Linked DNA regions of Mus musculus: all the other regions are linked to region 3. The links are chromatin contacts, called in public HiChIP or PLAC-seq and Micro-C maps. All regions are on one chromosome and are shown on one strand. The core of a region is the stretch at or near the end of the contact, and the rest is flanking DNA. Distances in the headings are between cores, read along the strand shown.

What was found. Hi-C and Micro-C count contacts between places; a contact is called where the count stands out from the background. HiChIP or PLAC-seq counts read pairs in DNA pulled down with a chosen protein or histone mark.
Region 1: a contact with region 3 is called in an H3K4me3 HiChIP or PLAC-seq map of embryonic stem cells, with 3 times the contacts expected there. The contact joins the enhancer-like site here to the promoter of Nr4a2 in region 3. A contact is called at or near these places in 7 of 39 promoter capture datasets (the HPC-7 cell line, embryonic stem cells, hematopoietic stem and progenitor cells and 3 more), 7 of 484 Hi-C or Micro-C datasets (CD8 T cells, embryonic stem cells and liver), 16 of 115 datasets of contacts at active chromatin or transcription factors (the HPC-7 cell line, bone marrow-derived macrophages, effector CD8 T cells and 8 more) and 3 of 9 other capture datasets (adipose tissue, liver and pancreatic islet).
Region 2: a Micro-C map of the G1E-ER4 cell line shows a contact between it and region 3. The contact joins the enhancer-like site here to the promoter of Nr4a2 in region 3. A contact is called at or near these places in 5 of 484 Hi-C or Micro-C datasets (the G1E-ER4 cell line and embryonic limb bud) and 2 of 9 other capture datasets (adipose tissue and pancreatic islet).

The regions. Positions count from the first base shown.
Region 1 is chr2:57,254,822-57,259,196 of GRCm38.p6, forward strand. The region is part of intron 1 of Gpd2 (glycerol phosphate dehydrogenase 2, mitochondrial); the gene reads left to right. Among named protein-coding and RNA genes, the nearest start is that of Gpd2, 19 kb to the left of the region's middle. Within about 2 kb of position 1,815, at least 57 of the 459 cell types and tissues checked have an H3K27ac peak or open chromatin away from gene starts, as enhancers often do. A contact at or near this core is called in CD8 T cells, effector CD8 T cells, embryonic stem cells and 4 more, where this site is marked.
Region 2 is chr2:56,978,813-56,982,841 of GRCm38.p6, forward strand. No RefSeq gene overlaps it. Among named protein-coding and RNA genes, the nearest start is that of Nr4a2, 130 kb to the right of the region's middle. Within about 2 kb of position 2,294, at least 2 of the 459 cell types and tissues checked have an H3K27ac peak or open chromatin away from gene starts, as enhancers often do. A contact at or near this core is called in the G1E-ER4 cell line, where this site is marked.
Region 3 is chr2:57,113,237-57,117,408 of GRCm38.p6, forward strand. It overlaps Nr4a2 (nuclear receptor subfamily 4, group A, member 2), which reads right to left and starts at 1,802. Exons shown (of 8, transcript NM_013613.2): 1 at 1,482-1,802.

The DNA.
Region 1 (4,375 bases), core at 565-3,064, 140 kb after region 3:
TTTTCTACATTCTCATCACGGTGTCTCTATCCCTAATGCTAACAATTTATAAGAAATCTAAACACCGACTGGCTTGATACCTGGCCAGGAAGGGGATCCATCATCTTCTTCTCTCACTAGCATGAGAGTTACACACAACCCCCAGTATGCCCAGCTTTTACATGTGTGCGAGGGTCCAAACTCCATGTGGCTTTTTTGTTTGTTTTTGTTTTTCCAGGCAGGGTTTCTCTATGTATCCCCAGCTGTCCTTGGGCTCACTCTGTAGACCAGGCTGACATCAAACTCGGAGATATGTCTCCCTCTGCCTCCTCAGTGCTGGAACTAAAGATATGCACCGGGCCGGACACCTGGTTATTGTTTTTAATACGTAGGTACATTATTCCACTTCCGGTCTTGAGGTCCAGAGAAGCCAGGTATCTATTTTTTAAAGGCTGAGGCTGTCCTAGGCTGGGTTGAACACGTCAGGTCACAGTCTCTGTGGAAGCACTCAGCTGCCTCAGAACATAACGTTGTTGGCAGCTGCTGAGGTAATGGTTTCGGGAGTAGGCAGAAGTGCACTGGGTGAGGTCGGTCCTGAAGGTCACCTCATTGATATTGGAACCTGGAGTTTTGACAAGAGTCCTATTAGAAATACCATTTTACAAGTCACTTGCTTCCTGCCTGTGTCTTGGTGAGCTTTGGGCTCAAGCTCTGTGCTAAATCTTTCGGCTTTGATTCCTTCAGCATTATCTTAAGAGTTCCTGGCTGAGGAGAGGCTGTTGAGTCTGAATTGCTAACGTGCTCTGCCGAGTTCCATCCACCCTGTGATTTGACTGACAACAGTGTTAGCCTAGTCCACTGGGGTCTGGAGAATTGCAACTGCTCAGTCAAGAGTGTTTTCTGAGCTGGAATTGAAATGCAGGGCCCTTTAGCTTCTAGTGTGACAACAATGTTCCGGCAATTGACTTTCACTCTTCAGTCTCCAATAGGGGGGAAATTATGAAATAAAATGGGATGGTGGTGGTGGTGGTGGGGAAGAGGGCCAAGCATCCTCGTCAAGATTCAAACCCATAAAAATGAGTAACTGTAATTAACCATATACAGTCTCTCTTCCCTATTACATGTGCATTTAACTGGGTCACTCTGCTTCACACAGCAGGTTAGCAGATGGTAGATATGACCCGAGATCCTTTTGCAACACATGTCCAAAATCAGTTCCAGTTATGAGGACTGTGTGTGTATATGGGAAGGTAATTGGCAAACAACCCCAGCCCCAGGGGGATTAGATGTGAAGACACCTACCTCTGTGGGTATTGGAGAGGCTGTTCTTTGTATCAGCCTGTCACAGTGAATGAGAGGGAGGGAGCAGTCTCTCAAGTATGTGTCCAATAGGTTTTTGTACTTGAGATGATTCCGGAAGTGTGGGTTTTCCTACTGTAGATACTATTCTTTGATTGCAGTTTGTGTGTTTTTCTTTCTTTCTCAGGGAGGTTCTTTATTCTTTCTCTCTCTAGTCCCTTCTGCCTCCTTTTCATACATTTCATATATTGATAAGCATGGCTGTGTTCTGTAAAAAAAAAAAAAAAAACAAACCAAACCAAAAAAAACCAACCAAATTGGTTTTATACACTCTACCCACTCTGATCTCCCTCCATCTCTGGGTTTCAAATAAAAGACCTCTCCTGGTAGGCAAATGCTCTACCGCGATCTGATCCGCAGACCACTCTGGAGTCTTTCTTTTGAAACACAAATTTCATCTGAGTGCTGTAGCTTAAAGCCCTCCACTGACTTCCTGTCTCCCGCATTGTCAGAATGAAAGCCTTGCTAGGAGGAGGTCGTGTGTGACTTGGCACCTGTCTCTCCTTCTGACCTCAGCTGGGACCAACTGCAGAGGCCACTTGATGCAGCCACAGTGGCCTTTTGGCATACCAGAGATGTGGCGCCTGTACAGGCTGAGAGTATCTTTGTCTGCTGGCCTCTTGCAAAAGCCTTTCCCTCATGAACTATATGCTGACCTCTTCTCAAGAGACCTCCCCACAGCACACTCATGAACACTATCCAAATTCAATGCTGTCACTACTCCCTACCCCCCCCCCACACCCAGTTACTCTAAATTGTTACTCATTTTATTTACTGTTTCATAGCACTTGTCATTTAAAAATATCTTAAGAGGATCTTATGTTTATAAAACACCCCCAATCCATGACAACAGAGGGATCCTCCTCAGAGCTGTGCTGGGTATCTAGCAGGCTGCACACTTTCAGACTCAGTGGCCCTCTACCTGCCTTCTTCACTTGGCAAGATGGCTAAGGGATATTTTTCTGAATATTTCAAATTCTTGCTTTGGTTATATTCTAAGAGCTTTTGATTTTTGTTTTCCTGTGTTAATGTGTGTGTGGTGTGTATTTGAGTTCTAAAATATAGCAATAACAAAAATATAGCTCACATTTTGAAATTGGACTTAATTACTTTATCTTAGAGGCACTTGTATGTACTGAAAAAGACTTGAAAGTGTCAACATACGATACTGACAATAGTTTAGTTATAAATTATGTTGAACATACACTGTTTACATATGATATATAACCCTGTGTTATAAAGAGGTATCAATTATACATAATCCTATTTTAATGATGCAGAGTATAAATGTAGGTATATTCGTGCCATTTGGCAAAAATGTTGTCTAGAACTAGGGTGACTCTACTTTGCCATACAAATGAATATATTGATTCCAATTAGCTGAGGTGATATGCATATGTGTGGTTAGAAGACAAAGAGCTTTGCATTTTCTATCCACACCAGTTAAAAAATAACTTTTTAAAATCTGTTTTGAGTATAGAAAGACACTCCAATTGTTTGTAGAGCAGGAGAGGTTTACTGTATTAATTTTTGAGGTAAGTGTGGGTCTATGTAGGTGAGGGTATAAAAGCTGAGTTGTGTGCATGCATATGTGTGTGTATGTGTGCGCTTTGAAATAATCTTGTGTGAGAGTGGTTAGGGGCACTATTGCTGTAATAAAACACCATGACCAAAAGCATCTTGAGGAGGAAAGGGTTTATTTGGCTTACACTTCCACATCACAGTCCATCCCTGAGGAAGTCAGAGCAGTGAGATGGAGGCAGGAGCTGATGCAGAGGCCATGGAGAGGTGCTGCTTACTGGCTTGCTTGGCCTGCATTCATATAGAACCCAGGGCCAAGATCTCACTGGTGGCACCACCCACAATGGGCTGAGCCCTTCCCCATCAATCACTAATTGGAAAAAGAATGCTCTATGGGCTTGCCTATGATACAATCTTAGGGAGGCATTTTATTAATTGAGGATCCTGCCTCTCCGATGAGAGGATCTCAAGTAGTCATCAAATTAACCAGCATGTGTGTTGTGTGCATGTTTGTTTGTATATTTGTGTGTGTGTACGATGTACATGGCCAGAGTCTGAAGTCTGTCGTCTTCCTCAATTGAGCCCCACCTACTGTATCGAGACAGAGCTCTTACTTGAACCCAGAGCTTGCTGGACTGATTAGACTGGCTATCCAGCTTGAGCTCCCACGTCTCCTCTTTTCGGGTGTTGGCATTCCGGATGGGCTGCCATGCTTGCCTGGCATTTACAGGGTGCTGGGAACCCAAACTGATCCTCACACTTGCATGCTAATCACTTTCTTCACAGAGCCCTCTGCTGGGGCCCACACTTTTATTTTGTATTTTCTGAGATGATTTATGTAGCTCAAACTCATAATCCTTCTGTCTCCTCCTGTATAGGGCTGTCACTCATCAGTGAGGTATTTCCTTTTATTTTTATGTATGTTTAGCCAGAGTCTCACTATGTAACTATAGATGGCCTGGAACTCACTATACATATAGGGCTGACCTTGAATTTACAAAGATCTCCATTCCTCTGCCTCCACACAAATGCTGGGATCAAAAGTGTGGGTCACCACATGCTACCCAGATTTTAGATGTTTGAGACAGAGTCTCTCAGCCAGGAGGATTTGCAGCTCTGTGTGGAATGGCCTTGAGTTAGAATCCTCAGGTTTTTGCTTCCCTAGTGACAGGTATTCCCCATTATGCCTAACTTGGAATTCTTTGTGTTTGTAAGAACTGTGGGTTATTTGCTATGTCCATATTTCTTACATCAAGATGCACACATTATCTAACCTACAAGATGAGAAGAGACAGGGAGAAATGAAATGCCCACCAGTGTTAAAGCCAGAGGAGGAAAGTCCAAGTGCTAAGATGCTGCTTTGTGGCCTCTTTTCAATGTTTGGAGCAATTTATTTGTTTTTGGAACACAGTTTTAGATAATTTGGCTCTCAGTTTCTAACCATGGTGATAAGTTGGAAGTACATAGAGAGCTTAAAGTTTGTACAAATTATCACCAGCCCGATAGTTTGGAAGAA
Region 2 (4,029 bases), core at 1,044-3,543, 130 kb before region 3:
CCAGAAGATGTTTCAACTGGTAATAAGAACACATGCTCTACTATGTTCATAGAAGCCCTATTTATAATAGCCAGGAGCTGGAAAGAATCCAGATGTCCCTCAACAGAGGAATGGATACAGAATATGTGGTACATTTACACAATGGAGCTATTAAAAAACAATGAATTTATGAAATTCTTAGGTAAATGGATGTATCTGGAGGATATCATCCTGAGTGAGGTAACCCAATTACAAAAGAACTCACATGATATGTACTCTCTGATAAGTGGATATTAGCCCAGAAACTTAGAATACCCAAGATACAATTTGCAAAACACATGAAACTCAAGAAGAAGGAAGACCAAAGTGTGCATACCTTGTCCCTCCTTAGAATGGGGAACAAAATACCCATGGAAGGAGTTACAGAGACAAAGTTTGGATCTGAGACAGAAGAAAGGACCATCCAGAGACTGCCCTACCAGGGGATCCATCCCATAATCAGCCACCAAAAGCACACATTATTGTATATGCCAGCAAGATTTTGCTGATATGACCCTGATATAGCTGTCTCTTGTGAGGCTATGCCAGTGCCTGGCAAATACAGGAGTGGATGCTCACAGTCATCTATAAGATGGAACACAAGGCCCCCAATGGAGGAGCTAGAGAAAGTACTCAAGGAGCTGAAGGAGTCTGTAACCCTATAGGAGGGACATCAATAAGAACTAACCAATACCCCCTGAGCTTGTGTCTCTAGCATCATATGTAGCAGAAGATGGCCTAATCGGCCATCACTGGAAGGAGAGACCCTTGGTCCTGCAAAGATTATATGCCCCAGTATAGGGGAATGCCAGTGCCAGGAAGCACAAGTGGGAAAAAGAAAATTCAAGTCAAACTGGTCTCTAAAGATGGAGGCTTATACACATGGAAGGTATCCTGGGGCTGCAGTTAAATCAATGGAGACCCCTGGATAACTTTAGCAGCCTCAGTTTCCTTGAGGAGTTTTGCCCTTTAGTGATACTGATATGCATTTTGGCAGCTAATAAATGATAATAAAACATTTCACATGCACAAGAAAAAAAAATGAGGATCTAATCCAAAATCCAAGGTCTCAATAAAGTCGAGAAATCTGTTAAAGCCAAACCTCTTCACTTTGCACTAACATCCTGTCCTTAATTCATAGAGCACTATGATTAGCAAAATCCATAGCAAGATCATAGGCCAAATTAAATCCATGTTGTAAATCTCCTGTCATGTTGTTTCTTCTCACTCATTTTGCTTGAGAAATTATGCTAGAGACAAGTACATGAGAGACTGAAAATTCACTGGTGCCACATTTCTAAATGACATTGTTTTAAAAGGTGTCCTTTAGTTTTATTTTGTCTATCATTAATTTTTATGGTAACTCTCTTTTAAGGGGTAAAAGCTTTCAATATTCAGTCTTTCAGCCTTATGATATCACTCGTCAATATAATGCTGTCACTTCTTCAAAATAATAAAAATCTGTCATGAACTGCATCATGCACTGAGCTCATTTTTGAGTCACGCACGGAGCTCAATAAATGCATTTTGCACATAATCAGCAATAAATGTGTTCTTTAAAACAACCATCGCTAATGAGCATCTGTGTTCATATGCATTCTCCAAGAAGTAGAAGCCAAAGTGAGAGAACTTTAAGAGAAATGCCTCATAAGAAAGAAAGATATGGTTGGAAAGACTGAGAATCTTCAGACCACAGTCTGAGTGTGTGGTTTAAGAATTGAAAAAGAATGAACTTTGAGTGTCAGTGTGCTAGAGCATGGGGAATTACTAGGAAGGATCAATAATGATATTAAGATGACCTTGAGTCAAAATGAACACACTCAGGAGACCTCATCTTCTCAGACTTAGTGTTCTTGTTGTATTGCACAGCCTCCTGGTAGGTTTTAAATATCAGATGCTGAAGGTTTGGGGCCCCCATATGCCCTGTGGCTTGAGGTTCTCATGTGGAACTCTTATCTTCCAATACAGTTCATAGATCAGAGTCCTATCAGCCATGGCCATCTATCAAGAGGCATGTTATATGGGTAGGTACTTTTTTAAATAAGGTTTCAGGAACTGGACAGATGACTCAGCTGTTCAGAGTATATCTCAGAGGCCACCTTGAGATTTTCTCAGAGGCCCAGATGAAAGGACAAAGGGAACTTCAGGAATGTGTTCTTGTCCAGGGGTGGACTTGTCAAGGCCAGGCCAGTCCTGGATCCAGTGCCTCATGGGAGTGAAAATAACAATTTTTAGGGACCCCATTCTTTCCCCTGAGCTATGGTTATCAGTCCTTAGACAGTTGAATCCGATATCCCATGTTCTCTTTGTCAACACTGTCTGACTTAGCTCTCTACTGACCTTGTCTATTTCTCCCTGCAAATATTATGATGCTAAGCCTCTTAATAAACTTATCTGGCACAAGTCATCAGCTTATGCAAGACCCTCTGGTCCCAGCTATTTCTTTTGTCTTCTTTATTTCTTGTTTTCTTTATTTTTTTTTCATTCTCAGTCCTCCCATTCAACACCTTGCCATTCAGAACCCTGTCCCTGTGGACTTAGATCAGGTAAGAACCAGAGGACCCTGGTAAGATTCCCTCCACACAAATAACTGCATGATTGTCTGTAATTCTAGTCCCCAGGAAACCAGTGTCTTCTGGCTGCAATGGGGACCAGGAACACATGGTACACACATATGCAGGTAGATAAAGCACCCATGCAAATATAATTAAAATGAATAAAAATAAAGTAAAAGAGATCTCCATTTCCCTTCCATCATAGTGAAAAAGGCAGCAGCTTTTGAACCAGGTAGAAGAATGAGTCCGAATATGGAATCCACCAGGGCCTTGGTGTAAAACTTTTTAGTTTCTGGGACTATGGGAAAACTTTTCTATTATTTATAAATCACCCAGTTTGCGATATTTTATTGTAAGTGAGGCAAATTAACACAGCCTCTGAAGCTCTAGAGATGTGAGAGGCTTTGGGTCAGATTCTTTATGGACAAGTGTCATTCTATATTGTAAGATTCTTATAAGATCATATAATGATCGTATATTGTTGTGAAGAAATTCATATTGAAGACCACTAACTTTATTAATGTGAAACCAAATATAATAATATAAAACAAGTATCCAGTTCCAAGTCTTATAGAGCTAACCTTACTTATTGAATGAATGAATGAATGAATGAATGGTGTATTTATTGAGTTAACATAAATTTGTGTATAAGGGAGCCCCTTAAGTGCATGCAAAGTTTATAAAATAGAAACATTTAGAGATTTAAAAGCAGGTTCACAGATAAGTGAAGTATAAAATTGCTCAGTGAATAGATAATCCAATCTATCTTCTAAGAAACCAAAGTTTCCTGTCTAATTTATACTATACATAGACTAAAGTTCAATGTTTTCATGTAGTTTGGGTTTGTGTGTGTGTGTGTGTGTGTGTGTGTGTGTGTGTGTGTGTGTGTGTGTCTATGGAGTCATACTTTATGAAGGAAAATGAAAGTTTGCCATACCCGAAGCTCAACTTTGTTCACGGTTTCAGTCCTACGCATAAAACTGAATAATTAGAATTATATGCAAAGTCACCTGTGTACTTCAAGAGAGAAAGAGTTCCTGATAATATGACCTATATTTGTTCAGCTCCATGGAAAGCATTTTATTCTATTATCCACAGACAATTTACATAAAATGGAGGAGGAAAAAAAATAAAAGTGAAAGATACAAAGCAGCACAACCTGAATGAGATGAAGGAGGACAGGACTCCGCACTGAGGAGAGGAGGGGCAGGGAAACCAGAGACACCTGCTTGGACGAGCATGTGTGAAATCTATTCATCTGTAATGGAAAAATCACACTTTCCAAACAGGCAAGTCAACAACTCAGGTCACCTCTACTACTTTGCCAAGTCTCGTTTGCTTAGAAATAACGTGTACCACACTGCAAAAGAAAAGTTAGTGATAACAAGAATAGTGTCTCCCCAACATGCACAAATCACTTATCAATTTAGGCATTAGCTACTCTGCCAACAAACAA
Region 3 (4,172 bases), core at 552-3,051:
ACAGCAGATAATGCCGCTCATCTCCCAGTGTAAATCCCTGCAGAGAAAGCATCCTGTGGGGAAATTATCCCATGAGTCTACCAGATACTGATCAATATAATGAATTGGCCCCTTTGCTGTAGATGGAAGGGCCTTTGTCATTCTACTTTATGTCAAACCTAAGAAGTCTGGGTAAAGGAAAAACACAGCATCAAAGCTTCCTCTTAATATCTCTCTTAGAGTCCAGTGGACTTTTCTCTTAGAAGGAGAAAGAAAGTTAAAAGAACTCGAGAGTAAACCGTGAAAAAAAAAATACAGATCCAACCCTTAGGAAACGTTAGCAAGGCCTGGACAACCAAACAGCCAATGTGGGAGCAAGTGTGTAGCTTTAGTAATTGCTTTTGGTTCAACACAGGATCTTAAGGGACAAGCGAATTGGTGTTCCTCCAGAGAACTGGATTTTCAACATCTTTAATGGCCCAGAGGTGATGAGAGAGATCTCTACTTTACCAGGAGTATCTTGGGTCAACTGCAGAGGGAAAGAAATATTACGCATATGATATTGGCACCAAAGTTAGAAGCACTTCTCAGCACAGCAAACTGGACACCTTCTCCACAATGCTTTCCACAGGCTGCCTACTTGCTGGGACAAGGCATTCTTGTGTCCTAGCTATTTTTTTTTTCAGATGTTCCCACTTGCAAGGCATTCTAGAGCATAGACGATCTTGTTGATAAAGTAAAGAAACCTGAACACCCTCTCCTTTGCTCCCTCCCCTCTCCGCCCCCCCCCCCACTTCTTCCACAATCTTGCTTTGCTTCAAGGAGCGGAGAAGGTTAACAAGACAAACCAGAGGACTTTTGCTTTATCTCCCCACCCCCATCCGCCGCCGCCCTTGAAAATATGTCTGTTCTGGATATTAACCCGTGGCTATGTCACAGTTTCATAACCGTATTCTTTACCTCACGCACACACTGACACACTATCCAAGGACAACATATATCAAAACCAGTCATTTCAGGCAACTTCGCTACAGGACCCTCTACCGACACTACCCTTACTCGACGATATCCGGGAAACCTCCACCAGCGGGCGAGCCGAGCGACACTGTTCCCAAGCAACACGTAAACTTTCTCTCCCGGACTGTTTCCCACATGTTCGCGAGATGGAGCCTCCTCAAGCCACAATCAATTTCACACCAAGAGCAAACTTTGCGCACATCTCCACCGGCAAGTCCGCTTCTCCTAAAACTGTGGGAGTCCCCTTGCCACATCCACCAATGAGAAGCCTGGAAACCTCTGCCGGCAGCCAACTCCCCCCCCTTTACGCTAGCACCGGAGTTCCAGCAGAGGCTCGGCGGAGCTGCGCGCGCCCACTCGCCATCCCCCTTCCCCAGCCCCTTCGCGCTCCGCGGCTCGGGCGACCACTTGCAGAGAACCCGTTCCCTGGTACGCGGAGACCGGGAGGACGCGTGACCGCGGGCGGCCCCGCCGCAGCTACTCACTTGTCCGCTCTCTTCATTCATTCAACTCCGCCGAAGTGCAGTTCCCTCCGGGAGCAGAGGAGCCCGGGTCCGCGGGAGCGCTGCGGAAGCGGGGCGCGGAGAGCCACACGCAGCCAGCCCGGCCGCAGGAGAGGGAGGCAGCCAGCGGGGCCGGAGAGAGGGACGCGGAGCTGTGCGGAGCCGCGGGGCGGACTGGCCCTGGCCGCCAATGTGCCTTTGTTTATGTGGCTCGAGCTGCTGCTGCCAACATGCACCTAAAGTCTGCGCGCGTCAGCCCGCGTCAGCGGCCCGCGGTCCAATCGCCGAGCCGCCGCGCTCCCCGGACTCCTGGCCCGCGCTCGCTTTGGTATATTTCCGACCTGACGTCACGACTGGGGCTGATTTTAAGGTGGGAACGGTTCACCTTGGTAGCCCACTTGGGTGGATTTTTTTTTTTTCCGAAAGAAGTGTGACTTCTGCAACCCAGGTCCGTGAAGTCCGTGGTGATGCTACGCTCCACCTGCCCCTCCCCCGCCCCAGACCTTGCGTCCTCACACGTGGGGAGGGTGCAACAAAAGCTTGAACGGAAAAGAACACTCGCGTGGGCCAGGTAGCTAGCACCTGGGCCGAGAGGGCAGAGGTGTGCCTTGCAGCTCCCCAACATACCCTCCTCACACCCTTTAGCAGAAGTGGAGACAGTTGTCCCGTGGCTCGTAACTCTCCAAAGACTTGGGCGTTAGATGGGATTCCCCTAGTCCGTGCATCCCCCTTCTCCCTTTTTAAAAACCCACTCTTCCTCCCGCTTCGAAGGATGAGAGGTCAGGCCCTTTCCCCTTCTTTACAGAAACTAAAAAGACGTACTATCTAAAGCAATGTGGGAGGAAGGAGGGTAGACAGTGAGCCAAGTCTTAGAGGACCCCACAAGTAGGAGTGAACTGTTGCCAGCTTTCTCTCGCAGACAATACATTAAAGGATCCGGCAACAGGTGCGCCTCCAGCCCAGAGGTGATCTGAACCATCGCCCCCAAGCCCCTCGGTCAACTCTTGACAGAGTTGACATTTCGCTGTGCCCACCAAGCCCTTCAGTCCCTTTCACAGGTTTCTGAAACGCAGGGGCTGTCGTGCCTGCAACCAAGAAGAAAGCATGGAGGGAGAAGCAGCAAGGGGAGTGGAGCTCGAGGCGGGGTGGGTCTCGCCCAAAACGGAGAGTATGTGCCCATTGCCCCAGCCCAGGGTCCGGGTGAACTGTGGGAGCGTGCCCTACCCCCGCGTTCCTCTCAATCGCCTCCAGCTCCGCTCTGCAAGACAATCCGCTCCCCCTCCTCCCAAGCGCGTGGATCTTTCTAGCAAAGGAATCGCAGATCCTCCAGAGGGCTAACCCTACTCCCAGTACCCCCGTGAAGCTGGCCAGACAGGCCTCTTCGGGTTTCTCTCAAGACCAGGAAGGGACTGAGGCCAAGGGAGAGCGACTTTGTAGGGTCCCCTTCTTCTCCCAGGACAGCGCTCCTCCTCCCCTTCTCCCGAGCGTTGGCTCGCTCCCAAGCTACCCGGGCGAGCGGTGTGTGTGTGTGTGTGTGTGTGTGTGTGTGTGTGTGTGTGTGTGTGTGCGCGTGCGTGTGTGTGTGTGTGTGTGTGTGTGTGTGTGTGCAATATACACCTCGGCCCCCTCTCGGTGATCCTAACACCCCGGGAGAACACCGCGGAACTCTCGGGGTTGTGGGGTTGCTCATTCCTAGCCTGCACCTCCGCCTTTGCCAGCTCCAAGCTGAGCGAGCCTGTGGCTGCAGAGGCGTTGCCATCGGGTGCCCTGCGGCTGCCCAGACAAGCCGCGGGCTCCACTGTGCATCGGCCTCCGGGAAACCTACGTGACCACCTTAAGTTTCCCCCAGATGTTGCGGCTGCCTCTCCAGCTGCTGCCGCTACGGCTCAGCGGTGCCCTAATGGGCGCGAGGAAAAAAAAAAAAAAAAAAATCCAGGAAGTGGGGGTGCAAGAGGGGGGCAGGGTGAAGAACAACTTATTAGTGTGAGCTCGGCAGCGTCAGCGCCCCGTGGGCAGGAGCGATTCCACGCGAACGAAAGGGAAAAAGTGAGAGTTTGGAGAGCAATGGAGAAGGAAGGGGTGGGGGTGGCGGTGACGCAGGGGCGCAGGCATTGACGCACCGGCCAGGCTGGGCCCAAAATAGAAGCAACTCCAGCTCACAGGCGCCCTCCCGGGTTCCCTTCCCCTTCCGTGAGGGAGCAGGGTGCGGTCACCAGGAGCTTTCCTTGATCCTCGCGGTGGGCCAGGTTCCCGGCAGCTATCTTCAGACAGTCGGAAACCCAAGCTTAGCGACACTGGGGTGGAAGTTATTATTTTTTAATACAGTTCCAGGAGAGCGGGTATCAGGAGTTTAAGGTCGTAGCCACAGACCTCCCTACACAAAAGCGGCTAAGTAGATATGTTGCCCTCTGCAAGCTTCTCTCCCCGAGTCATTAAAAACACATTCAGTTTAGGTTGAGTTGAGTCTGGGGACATTTTAAAAATGCTCTCCTAGAGTGAGGAAAGAGGGCCTGGAGTTCTTATACTGAACACCAAGGAGCAAGCACAGTAACGAGGGTTTTTCTTTAGCAACCTCCAGTGCTTGGTTTCCTGATAAGAAAAGCCTTTGCTCAAGGCTTGTTATACCCAAGATCAAAAGGCAGAGGTCTTAGCAGTTTACTACAATAGTAAGTG